2 separate regions of the Rattus norvegicus genome follow, and region 1 is linked to region 2. Evidence: chromatin contacts called from public Hi-C data. All regions are on one chromosome and are shown on one strand. Each heading gives the region's core, a stretch centred on a gene start, on an enhancer-like site or on the middle of the called end of the contact. The rest is flanking DNA. Distances are from core to core; before and after follow the strand shown. Region 1 holds the start of Insyn1 (inhibitory synaptic factor 1). Region 2 has its middle 18 kb from the start of Loxl1.

What was found. Hi-C and Micro-C count contacts between places; a contact is called where the count stands out from the background.
Region 1: a contact with region 2 is called in a Hi-C map of Schwann cells, with 4 times the contacts expected there. The contact joins the promoter of Insyn1 here to the enhancer-like site in region 2. A contact is called at or near these places in 3 of 12 Hi-C or Micro-C datasets (the A7r5 cell line, Schwann cells and frontal cortex).

The regions. Positions count from the first base shown.
Region 1 is chr8:67,797,988-67,803,684 of GRCr8, forward strand. Insyn1 (inhibitory synaptic factor 1) reads left to right here and starts at 2,002. Exons shown (of 3, transcript NM_001113791.1): 1 at 2,002-2,021; 2 at 2,435-3,155. The coding sequence starts at 3,000.
Region 2 is chr8:67,627,321-67,633,143 of GRCr8, forward strand. No RefSeq gene overlaps it. Among named protein-coding and RNA genes, the nearest start is that of Loxl1, 18 kb to the left of the region's middle. Within about 2 kb of position 1,986, at least 4 of the 93 cell types and tissues checked have an H3K27ac peak or open chromatin away from gene starts, as enhancers often do. A contact at or near this core is called in Schwann cells, where this site is marked.

The DNA.
Region 1 (5,697 bases), core at 752-3,251, 170 kb after region 2:
CACATCTTCTCCTGAGAATTTCCTTCACCCATCTTCCTTCCCTCTTAGAAAGCTGATTCCTCCCTTCCCCAGGGCAGTCACCCGGACTCCCACTTCTCAGTTAAGATTCAGCTCAAGGGTTAAATTCCTGGGAAGAACATTGGGGGATGGAGGGAATCCTTGTCATACCTGCCAGGTTACCAAAGCTCCTAGAACTGTGTGCACCACCCTTCAGTTTGCTCAAGAATGTCCTTATGGGGAACTTTTCCTCGATTTTTACTCAACAGAGCCAGAAAGAAAGAAAGAAAGAAAGAAAGAAAGAAAGAAAGAAAGAAAGAAAGAAAGAAAGAAAGAAAGAAAGAAAGGGAGAAAGGGAGAAAGAAAGGGAGAAAGAAAGAAAGAAAGAAAGAAAGAAAGAAAGAAAGAAAGAAAGAGAGAAAGAAAGAAAGATGTTTAAAACTTAGATGAAGAACTAGGGGAACAGAACCTTCTGAGAAACAGCCCAGTATTCACCAAGCCCTTCTCATCCTGAGCATGGCACACAATAGGTGTTCAGTAAAGGTTGGCTGTGTTCTTTTTACTGAACTGACACAAGATTTGGGGCAGTTTGAGGTATGATGGCAGAGGAGGGTAACAGCCAGAAGGGGAACCCCGGGGCACACCACAGTGAGGGGAGGAGGGTCAAGGGATTGTGTAAAAGGAGGTGAAGGAACTTGGAGTCAAGTCCGGGCCTCTGTGCACCCGGTGCAGCGGGCGGCAGGCAACGGCCGGCTAGCTCTCCTCCAGCCCTGCTGGCGTCCAGTCCAACCCGCTCCCTAGGGTGGCGAGACCCCCCGGCTCGCGCGCTCCGCTCCGGGCACTGGGAGGCGTGTGTGTCACTTTAAAAGCTCCCTCCCGGCGCGCGGGGCCGGCCCCTTCCCTGCCAGCGCCGAGGCGAGCGGAGCCGCGAGAGCCCGGCGGCCTTTGAGGGAGCCTGCGCCCGGCCGGGCGGCCAGTCCGGCGGGGCGCGGCGGCGCTCGGGGTAAGCAGGCCAGGCCCGCCGAGCCGGACGGCCAGGGCAGAGCGAGGGCGAAGCGGCTGGGCAGAGAGGCCGGAGCAGCCCCGGTGCCTCGTTTGCCCCATCGGCAGCCACTCGGCGCCCCGGGCCGCGAGGCGCGGAGCCGTGAGCGAGCGCGCTGGAGGCGGTGGAGCCGAGCGGAGGCTGCGCGCCTGGTGTGCCTGGCCCGGCCCGGCGCGCCTCCTCCATCGCCTCCCTGGCGTCTCGCTCGCCCCCTTCTGCTTTCCTTTCCTTCCTCTGCTCAGCCCCGCCGTGCTAATCTTCCCCCGCCCCCCACCTCGTGCTCTCATCTCCACCGTGTTCGACACCCGGTCCCCCAGGCCACGGCCGCGGCCCCTCCCCCGAGACTCGAAGAAATCGGACTTTTCCCAACGTTGATGGAGCCGACTGCCGGGCTGAGCTGAGCGGTTTCTACGGCCGCTCCAGACGCCACCCCGGCGGGAGCACCGACATTCTGGGTCCCGGCTGAGTGCACTCCGGACGCCTAGTAGTGCCAGCTCGGGAAGGGCAGAGCAAGGCAGGGGCAGGACAGACCCCGGAGGGGCTCAGACCTGACGATCTGGAATGGACAGAGAGAATCGCGAACCCAGTGGAGCCCGGGGAATGCCGGGCGTGGGCTGAGGGGATCCCGGCGCCCTCCCCAGCCCTCCGACTTTGACTCAGTCGCCTGGACCGGACTGGTGTTACCTCGGCTCGGGTCACCTGTGGCCTCGGGGCCCCCGAGCTCGCCGGACCCTCGCGACCCGGAGCCTGGCCAGCGTGGTGGGGAGATTTTTTTTTCGCCCCCTTCCCGGGAGCGCGGAGGCCCCGCCCCCTCCCACCGCCCAGATGTCTCCGGTCACCGATCGGAGGACCTTCCTGAGGCCAGGAGCCGAAGGGTCCAGAAAGAGAAGCCCGCCCTAGGGAGCCTTGGGGGCCCCCCAATCTCGTCTTGGGGCTCGGCCCCCGACATTGCTTAGAGGAAAGGCCTCTGCCCCAACCCTCGGTGAGTAGGGGAGTTCGGCTTCGGAGGGAAGGCGGGGCTGGGAGAGGAAGGGTCCTCTGGGTAGGAGGGCACCCTGTGGTCATTGAAAGAAGGGTGAAGAACTGGAGAGGCCCTGTGCTGAACCTGTCTGGCCAAGCTTGGTTGGTGCCTGGGGACGGGGGGGGGGGGGCACGGCTAGAGTGCCCCAGAGGAGGCTGAGGACTCATGCCTCTAAAACAGGGGCTCCTCCACTCTTCCTGTAGATGAGGGGCATGCTGAAAACCATCTGCCTCCACCACCCCTCCCCACAAACAAAATAAATAAATAAATCTCCAGCTAGGAAGGAGGGTGCAGGCAGGGAGAAGAGGGAGGCAGCAGCAGCAGGCTGGTGCAGCAGCCTGGGAGAGCTGACGCCAGGCTCGCTCTTTCTGCAGGGGGCTGCCCTCCTCCAATCCAGTTCCCTCTCCAGCGCTGTTCACATCTGGAGCCCCCTCCACATCTGGAAGACCCTGATCACCGTCCCTCTGCTGGTTCGGCTGCATCTAAAGACCTCTGCCTTTGTAACTGCCTAGGAGTTGCGAGGGGATTGCTGCCTTCCCCCATCCCAAGGGCATCTCTTACCCTTAGTCCTTGCAGAATCATCCCCCTGCCTCCGCATCCAGATTCAGGCAAAGATCAGCTCTGTACACCATTGGCACTTCAAGTCCTGGAAGCTGTTCTTGGGCCCAAGGCCCCTCCCCTTGCCCTCCTGTGTCCTCACCTTGACCCCCCCACCCCCGTCAGATTCTGTCTCCCTCTGGGTGCTCCATCCCCCACCCAGAGGCGAGTAGGTGGAGTGGCAGGCAGCAGGGGCTGGGTGAGGGCCGCCCAAGGCCAGGGTAGGCTGGGGGGCCGTTAAGATGTGGAGCTCTGCCCGTCCGAGGGGGGCTCCGTGGAGGCAGACGAAGTGTGTGCCCCGCTGGGGCGAGTATGGGCAGGCTTGCGGCCACGTGGTGAAGGATGAACATTCGGGGTGCCCCGGACCTCGGGCAGCCCAGTGACGACCCCAACAGTGGTGGAGAAAGAGAGCGGATTCGACAGCGCATGAAGATGGTCATCGGGCAACTTGAAGGCATCCTGAGGGAACTCAAAGAAGTGGCTAAGGAGCTGAGGGAGGTGAGTGAGAGGCCAACAGGGGCCACACAGACCCTCACCCTTCCTGGCTGGGCTCAGCAGTAAAGCATTTACCTGTGTTTGAGTGTGCAATGCTATGTGCACATGGGCTGTTCCGCTGAGGACCACCCTTTCCATTCTCCTTGCCTCAAATCTGTTTTGCTTAAAATCCCTATCCCTGGAGCTAGTAATGGGGCCTTGGTGTGGCAGAGAATGTCTGAGCAGCTATCAGTGAGCCTATCTTTATGGTTAGCACTCAGGGTGCTCAATGAGGACTAAATCTGCCCTACTCCATTCTTAATGGGACACATTCTTCTGAAACCCAAGCTGCCCCTTGACCCCACTGTTTGCCTCCTGGACTCTGAGCAAGGACTCTAGGAGAGTGGATGGCTCTGTTAGTCAATCCTCACTGCTTGGGGCCTAGCTCAAAAAGATTTACTTCAGGGATCAGATATTCCAAACTCTTATTTCCAAAGGCAGAGAGGAGTTAAAACCAGCTGCAGCCTCCCTGCCCTGGGGTCAAAAGGTGGCCAGGAGCTGCTGGTAAGGATCAGAGGTCCTTCTGTTCATTGAAGAAAAAATGGAATTCTTTTTAATGGAGCTGAGTCCCCACCCCAACCCCCAACCCGCGACAGGACATGCTTCTGGGTGTTTTTTTGCAAGGACCAAAAAGTCACAGAGAAAGCCTCTCTGTCTTTCTAAGCAGAGCCTAGTTTAATTACTGCTTCCCAGATTGCTGGAGTAATGAGGTACACATGTCTTCCACCCTGCCCCCTGGGCTGTGTTCAAGTCTAAAATGCATGACCAGCATTCTGAGCCGCTGGCCTGAATTTGCCCGCTGGGTCCCATTTCACCAGCCAGGTGGGCTTTAGGCAACTTTCAACTGATTGTAACCAGGGCCCCTGCAGAGAGAGAGGGAGAATGGATCATTCTGAGTTATGGACTCCAGCTCCCCCACCAGCTATGTTTGGGGAAGGAGGCTCTAGGAAGCTGAGGAAATGGGCAAGCCTTGGGCCATGCCTTTGCAGCATGGTCTGAATCCAAGCCAGGGAGAGCGGTTGTTTGAAGGGAGCTGTGAATTGAAGTCAGGCCTCTTAAAAGCAGTGTAGCCAATGGTCCAGGGTCTGCTTCATGAATCCTGCCAGGAGATAACTCACCAGAGACAGGACTGAGAGGTGGTAGTGCTCCTGCCCATATGCTGGGCTGCTGGGCTCTGGGTTCCATAATACAATTTGGACACCAAAGACCACAGCCCCTAAACAATCTTCCTCTGACCTCATGAATCCAGAGGATTAGGAAACCCCTCCCCACCCCCAGCCTGTCTTATTCTGGATGTTCTGCAGTTTTATCAGGGCCATGGGAACTATCCAAACTGTCAGTCTCAGGCCTGGACATGGGACCCCAACATGAGCTGGTATTTTCTATAATCCTGGGGGTTAGCCTTTGTACAACTCCCAGTGGGGCATCTTCCAGACCCCTGCCTCTTCTGCCTCAGCGTAGTTATCAAGAACCTGGCGGGGCCCTGGGTTCGGTCCCCAGCTCCGAAAAAAAGAACCAAAAAAAAAAGAACCTGGCGGGATCTCACAGGTAGTTCAGACAAGCCCTATCCACTTAACTATTGAAGAAACTGGGGCCCAGAGAGGAATAGGGGCTTGCCCAGAGCCACACAACCCACCCATAACAGGATTGAGCCTAGAACTCAAGATTCCCAATACCTATTTGAAACTTCACAGGAAGGCTGCTGTATAACTTCAGCGTTTTGACAACTTCTGAGGGATGCCTGATGCTTGAGTTGTGCCCAAGTGCCAGGGTTAACTTATGGAGCTTTTAGATGCCTCCATCATCCCTTTCAGACTTACTGATTCCCATGCCCCTCACCCCAGCACTCTAGGTGATAGTCTGTACACCCCAGAGGTCTGAGCCAGGACAGAGTGATGAGTCCCCTCCCCCCACATCTGTAGGCCATGTGTCTCCACCCAAGACTTTGGCAGGTTGCTATGGAAACCAGAGTCTACCCCGTATGCCACTGCCTGCCCGCTGCCAATGGTACCCAGCTGGGTGGAGGTTGAGCCTCAGAGCTCCCTAGTTCCCCCAGAAAGGGATGTGTGCATAGGGTGCTGGACAGAGAGGAAGAGAGACCCAAACGGAGAAGAGATGTCATTACCAACTTCCTGTGGGCTGGAGGTTGTTGGGAACAGGAGTATCTATGGAGCTCAGGTCCTGGTATCAAACTTCTGGTGTAGCTCTAGGTCCTTCAGGAAGACATAAAGCTGATTTGGCTGGCTCCATTCAGGCCCTCTGTAGTGCTTCTCTATCAGCGCTGTGGCGGGCCCATGGTAGAATGAGCAAGCCCCTATTCCCTCATCATACCCGATGTCAGCACCTGCCAGCTCAGCCCAAATACTTAAGTATGGAGACCAGGGTTACAAACATGGTTGGCGGGGGTATTGCACAGGAACCTTGTTGAAAGGAGCCGGGCAGCAAGAAGCGGGCTCTGCTGTCTGTACCTCCTCTTCCCTGCCAGTCACCACTAGCCCTGGAAGAC
Region 2 (5,823 bases), core at 736-3,235:
GTAAGCAGTTAGTTAACGGTATTTACTATTTACATATGGAGAGTGCAGAACAGGGCTTGGGTGGCCATTTGCTCCCCTTGCTGTGTGAGTAGGACTGGCTCCCTGTCACAGGGCATTTCCTATAAGGAGACACAGATTTCTCATTCCCTGGGTAGGGCTACTAAATTAGGGGCTTGGGGTTATACCTCTGAGCTTGCTGAACAGAGGAAAGAAGAAATAGGGGAGAGATTGTGGGTGAAGTAGTTGACTGGAGCTGACAGCGATGTCCTCGTCCTGGGGCCTCCCTTGTGGGTCCTCCATGAAAATCACAAGTCACAGAGCAGAGAGCAGAGAGGGAAGCAGCCAGAGAAGCAGGGACCCTCTACCCAAGACAAGACAGTCATGTGGCTTCTGTTTCCTCCCCAATCTCAGAGAAGCCTAGAAGAAGGAGAGGAAGGAAGAGCTAGATCTGGATGCCATGACTCTGGGCTGTTCAGCCAGGGCAGGGGCCGGGTACCAGCTCCAGCATGAATGAAGGTACAGGTTGTGGTTTGAATAACAATGGCTCCCACCTGCTCATATATTTGATTACTATTGATAGTGAGTGATACTATTTGAAGAGGATTTTTAAAAATCAGGAGGTGTAGCCTTATTGGAGGAAATGTGTCACTGAGGTTTCAAAAGCTCACACACAGGTCAGTGTGTCTCTTTCCCTCTCCCTCTCCCTCTCCCTCTCCCTTTCCTTCTCCCTCTCCCTCTCCCTCTCCTTCCCCTTCTCTCTCTCTCTCCCTCTCCCCCTCCTTCTCCCCCTCCCCCTCCTCCCTCCCCTTCCTCCCTCCCTCTCCCCCTCCCCCTCCCCCCCCCGCCTTCAGATTAGGATGTAGATTGCTGCCATGTTCCCTGCCATGATGATAATGAACTAAACCTCTGAAAGTGTAAGGCAGCCGCAATTAAATGTTTTCCTCTCTAAGAGTTGCCTTGGTCATGGAGCCTCTTCCCAGCAATAGAAGAGTGACTAAGGCAGTGTCTGGGACACTGTGACACTGGTAGGAGATCAACAGGAGACCTGGGGATTGAGAGGGGACTGTTGCAATAGTTGAAGGTGAAAACAGAGTCGTGGGATGCAGCCACAATGTCAGGTGTCATCTGAACCCCCATCACTCAGGAAGAAAGACCAGGGGAACTGAGCATATCCTGTCAGCTTCTTGATTTTGTTTTTGGCTGCCTTTCTTTACAGAGTGTGTTCGTCCACAGGACTGACCACTGGCTGTTTCCAAGTAACTTGTAAGTCCTGCCAAGGCAAAGAAGGGCCTCTTCACCACCACCTTAGCAAGAGGGAAGCCCCGCAGAAGCCAGGTTAGCCAGCCATGACTGGTGCTTCTTGACGAATTCTATCAGTGTGACACTGTAGCCTTCTGCAGAAATGTGACACTGTCCACCTCACCTGTCACTCTCCTCCCAGGGTGTCATGGCACCTGCAAGGCCTGGGACAAAGCTCCACCCTTCACCTTGTGTGAAGCCCATGGCCAAGGCCATGACCTTAATAATATCCCCACTTACAGTAGAACAGCTGCTGTTACTTTACACTCATAGCAACTACGTGTTTCCTGATCAGTGAAGATGAAGCCACAGTCAGGAAGCTCATGGTGGGCAGCGAGGGTGCCGTCCCTGTGTCTGTCTGGCTCCTTGCTTCATCAGGACTGACAGTCCGACCAGGCTTTTCTGGAGGAAGTAAAAAGGTGCTGGCTCAGGGCACAGCTTCATTTGCAGCCAGAGATCCTTCCCGAAGCCTGTCTGTCACACTGCCCAGTATGTCACCCAGAAGTCTCGGCAGTTGATGGCTGTAAGTAGATCTTAATCCTAGTGGCTGCAGCAGCAGAACATTGCCTGGTTCTCATCTCTCCTCTCCTCACTCCTCACCTTCTTTCTGTTTTCTCTCTTCCTACTCTAGCTGCAGTCTCCGTTTTTTTTCTCCCCAAGGCTGATGCAGGCTGCAGGCAACACTGTCGTCAGCAGAGGACGCCAAAGTCTCTTTACACGCCAGAGCCCAAGCCTGGCTCAGGCCTGGAGAGTAGGACCCAGGCAATGGCTCTGTGTTTCAGACATCCATGCTAGGGCTCTGTGTTCCATGCAGGTAAGCATCCAGGCCTTAGGCTTCTGTCATCCAGTGGGGTGGTACACCTGCACACAGAGTCAGCCGATATGCTTGCATTCTCACACACGTACATGGCTTCCTGTGTGTGCTTGCAGTAGTTTGTGTCTCTGTGAGGCCACATAGATTGTCAGTGGCCTCATTTGTATCCGTTCTGGCATGCTTCAGGTGTGCGTCTATGTGCGCTGGTTTGCATAGCTGGATGTACCTGGGCCTCTGTGTCGGTGAGTATCTGGGAATGCTTGTATGTGAAAGGGCATGGTGGGCGTTTGTATGTTGCATGTTCCAACTATCCATCTCTGAGTTTGCTTAACTTCATATGTGTGTAGGTGATGGGGAGAGAGTAGCAGTGAGGGACAGTAATCTGGCTCCCCAGGATGCACATATGACAGCCACATAGTGTCAAAGAGGAAAGTCAGGGACAGATAGTATGTGTATACCTGATCTCTGATCTCAGCGAAGCTGCCTTAGTCATCCCAATTCTAGATTCTGAGCCATAAAGGCCAGGGGACAAACAGCTATCCATCCATGCCCAAGGCTCGACTAGAAGCTCTGTATCTATGATCATGATTGACCATCCTAACAATCTTATGAGCCCACCATGGAATGAAGCCAATAAAGCTCGCCTAAGGTTGACCAGCTGGAAATAGAAACACCAAAACTCAAACTCTAGTCTCTGGTTCCAAAATCCATGCGGTTTCACACTCCCGAAAGCTGCCCTTTCAAGATGTGCTTTCTCCACCCCAGCAAAGATGGCCTGAGTTCAGCTCAGAGCATTCCAGGAGCAGCAGCTGCTTGTGGCTAGAATGACTGAGCTGAGAAATTAATGTTGATGGACAGTTCCTAGGAGTGAAAGAATAAGGGACTATATTTAGCTGTTTGCTGCGGGCTAGTTAGCTGGTAGGGAGGGAGAGGAACAGAGAGAGATAAAGAGGAGTAAAAGGGAGGAGGAGGAGATAGATAGATAGATAGATAGATAGATAGATAGATAGATAGATAGATTATAGGTAGATTGATGGATGGATAGATAGATAGATGGATAGATAGATTATAGGTAGATAGATAGATAGATAGATAGATAGATAGATAGATAGATAGATTATAGGTAGATTGATGGATGGATAGATAGATAGGCCAACAGACAGAAGGGTAGAGAGAGGGAATGAGACCCAGTTGTCTGCTTCCTGGTTGAGTGGTTGAGGCCCTCACTCCCAGAGTTCTGTCTCTGCTGCCACCTCTGCATGGAACACTAATGGGCAGAGACCTCTTGATGAAGGAGGGACATACCTGCTCATGTCACCAGGCTAGTGAGACAGGTGAGCCTCTTCTAGGTCTGAGGGTCTCTTCTCCACATGTCTGACATTGGTGTATGATGGGCTCCATGACCCTGTAGTTTAACATAGTTAGGACACAGGAGTGATTTCTCAGCACTACAAGCATACTCCCAAGGAGGCTCAGAGTTAAATTTGTTTCTCTGATCAGTTTCCCCTCTTGTGGGCCAGAATATCCTACCTCACAAGTGGAGAGCAAGACACTTGCTCTATATCAACAGCGGTTCATTGACCCAATCAGGAACTTACCTGGGCAACAGAGAACCAAGAGTAGCCTTCTCTCCCATTGGGCTCTGTGGTTTCCCCCAACTCTAGTCATTTCCTCCTCAGTAGGCTTTGTCTCTCCCCATGTAACTTGTGAGGCTGGTCCCTTATCCTGCTTTCCAAGCCATCACTTCTCTCCCTTCCACAGTCTATCCCCTAGAAGACATGGAGGAGAAGGCCAGCAGCTTTGGTTCTGGAGGACCTGAAATCCTTCTCAGATATTTTTCCTAAGTGTTTCCTTCCACCCCTCATCTGGATTTCTTTTCTCCTGGGTCCTCCTCTTGTTACAGGAGATTTGAGTCCAGAGGGCAGCTGCTAGAGTGTGCAAGAGACACATGGATAGTTACAGGAAAGGAGGTAGTGTCTAAGGGAGAAATATAGAGGAGCTTGGAGGTGTGTGAGACCTGGCTTATGCTCCCTGGCTCTTAGAAAGCCAGGGCAGGGGCTGCATAACTTTTTAAGGGTCATTTACATAGTACCCACCAGTGAGTTCATGGGCTTTTTGAGCATGGTCCCTTGGCTGAATCAAGCCCAGGTTTCCAGTTGCTCACTGTTTCTCCTTTTATATGTCATCTCTAGAATCTCCTTCTCTGCATCAGGTTGAAAGCATTAATAATAAACTCAAAGTCACTAATAATGCATCTCTGTATGTGATGGCTTGAATGAGCATGGCCCTAATAGGCTTATATATTTAAACATTTGGTCTCTCGGTAGCGGAACTGTTTGGGAAGGGTTGGTGGGTATGACCTTGTCACAGAGATGGGCTTACCAGGCCCAGTATCTGTCTTTCTGTCTCTCTGTCTGTCTCTGTATCTGTCTGTCTCTGTCTCTGTCTGTGACCCGACCCTCCCTTTACCCTTCCCCCTCTCCTGCCTGTAGATCAGGATGTAAAAATCTCAGCTACTTCTCCAGACCATCCCTGCCTGCTGCCACACTTCCCACCAAGGTGATCAGGAACTAACCCTCTGAAATTGTAAGCAAGTCTCCAATGAAATGCTTTCTTTTTTTCTTTTTTTATGAGTTGCCTTGATCATGATATCTTTTCACAGCAACAGAGTAGTGAGTGTCACATTAATGAAAGAAATCAAAACACGTTCTCTTATGGCATTTAACCAAGGATAAGCCCATATTTGAATTCACCACTCCTCTCCCTTGTCTTCTGTCCTCCTCTGTTTATTTGTCTGGCTCTTGAATTGTACCTACTTGAAGCTGTCTGGTGATTCTGTCCCTTTGTCTGTGTTTATGTGTTCTTGTGTGTCTGTCCTTCACAAAGACCTTTACGCTCTCTTTTATTAAACAGCACAGAAAGCATCACATAGGGAAGGAATGAGGGATACTTTCCAGAAATTTCTAACAGAGTTTTACAAGGGATTAAGTAACTGACTCCAACTGACCCCAAATGGCCAAGATAACAAACAAACAAACACTATCAAGCAATACCAGAATGCCGCTTCCAACATTTATGGTGGATGTTCATTTTCAGCCAACTTGTTCTTTCCAGCAAATGATTACCATGACACACACACACACAAACAACATGCAAACACACATGTTTTACTCTTGTGTCAGGGAATGGAAGAGTACATAATAACTTAAGATTAACCTGTGCATTGGCTTAGGTTGGAATAGTTTATTACATGGAAAATGCAAGGCAAGTAACATTGGTTGCTGCATTCTTTTCTTAAAGGCAGGTTAAACAAACAAGTTGAGCACACAGTAGAATATCAGGTTTTGTTCCTGTTTGTTCGTTTATTCATTCACTTTACATTCCAATAGCAGCCCCCTTCCCAGTCCCCTTCACATGGTCCTTCCCCCTTTACCTTTACCGAGAAGGGGGACATCCCCCCTGCGTACCAACCCACCCTGGCACCTCAAGTCACTTCAGGAGTAAGTAAATCCTGGTCTCCCACCGAAGCCAGACAAACCAGCCCAGTTAGGGAACAGGATCTACAGATAGGCCACAGAGTCAGGGACAGCCCCTGTTCTAGTTGTTGGGAGGCCAGCATGAAGACCAAGCTGCACATCTGCTATACATATGTGCAGGGGACCTAAACCCAACCCTTGTATGCTCTATGGTTAGTGGTTCAGTCTCTGAGA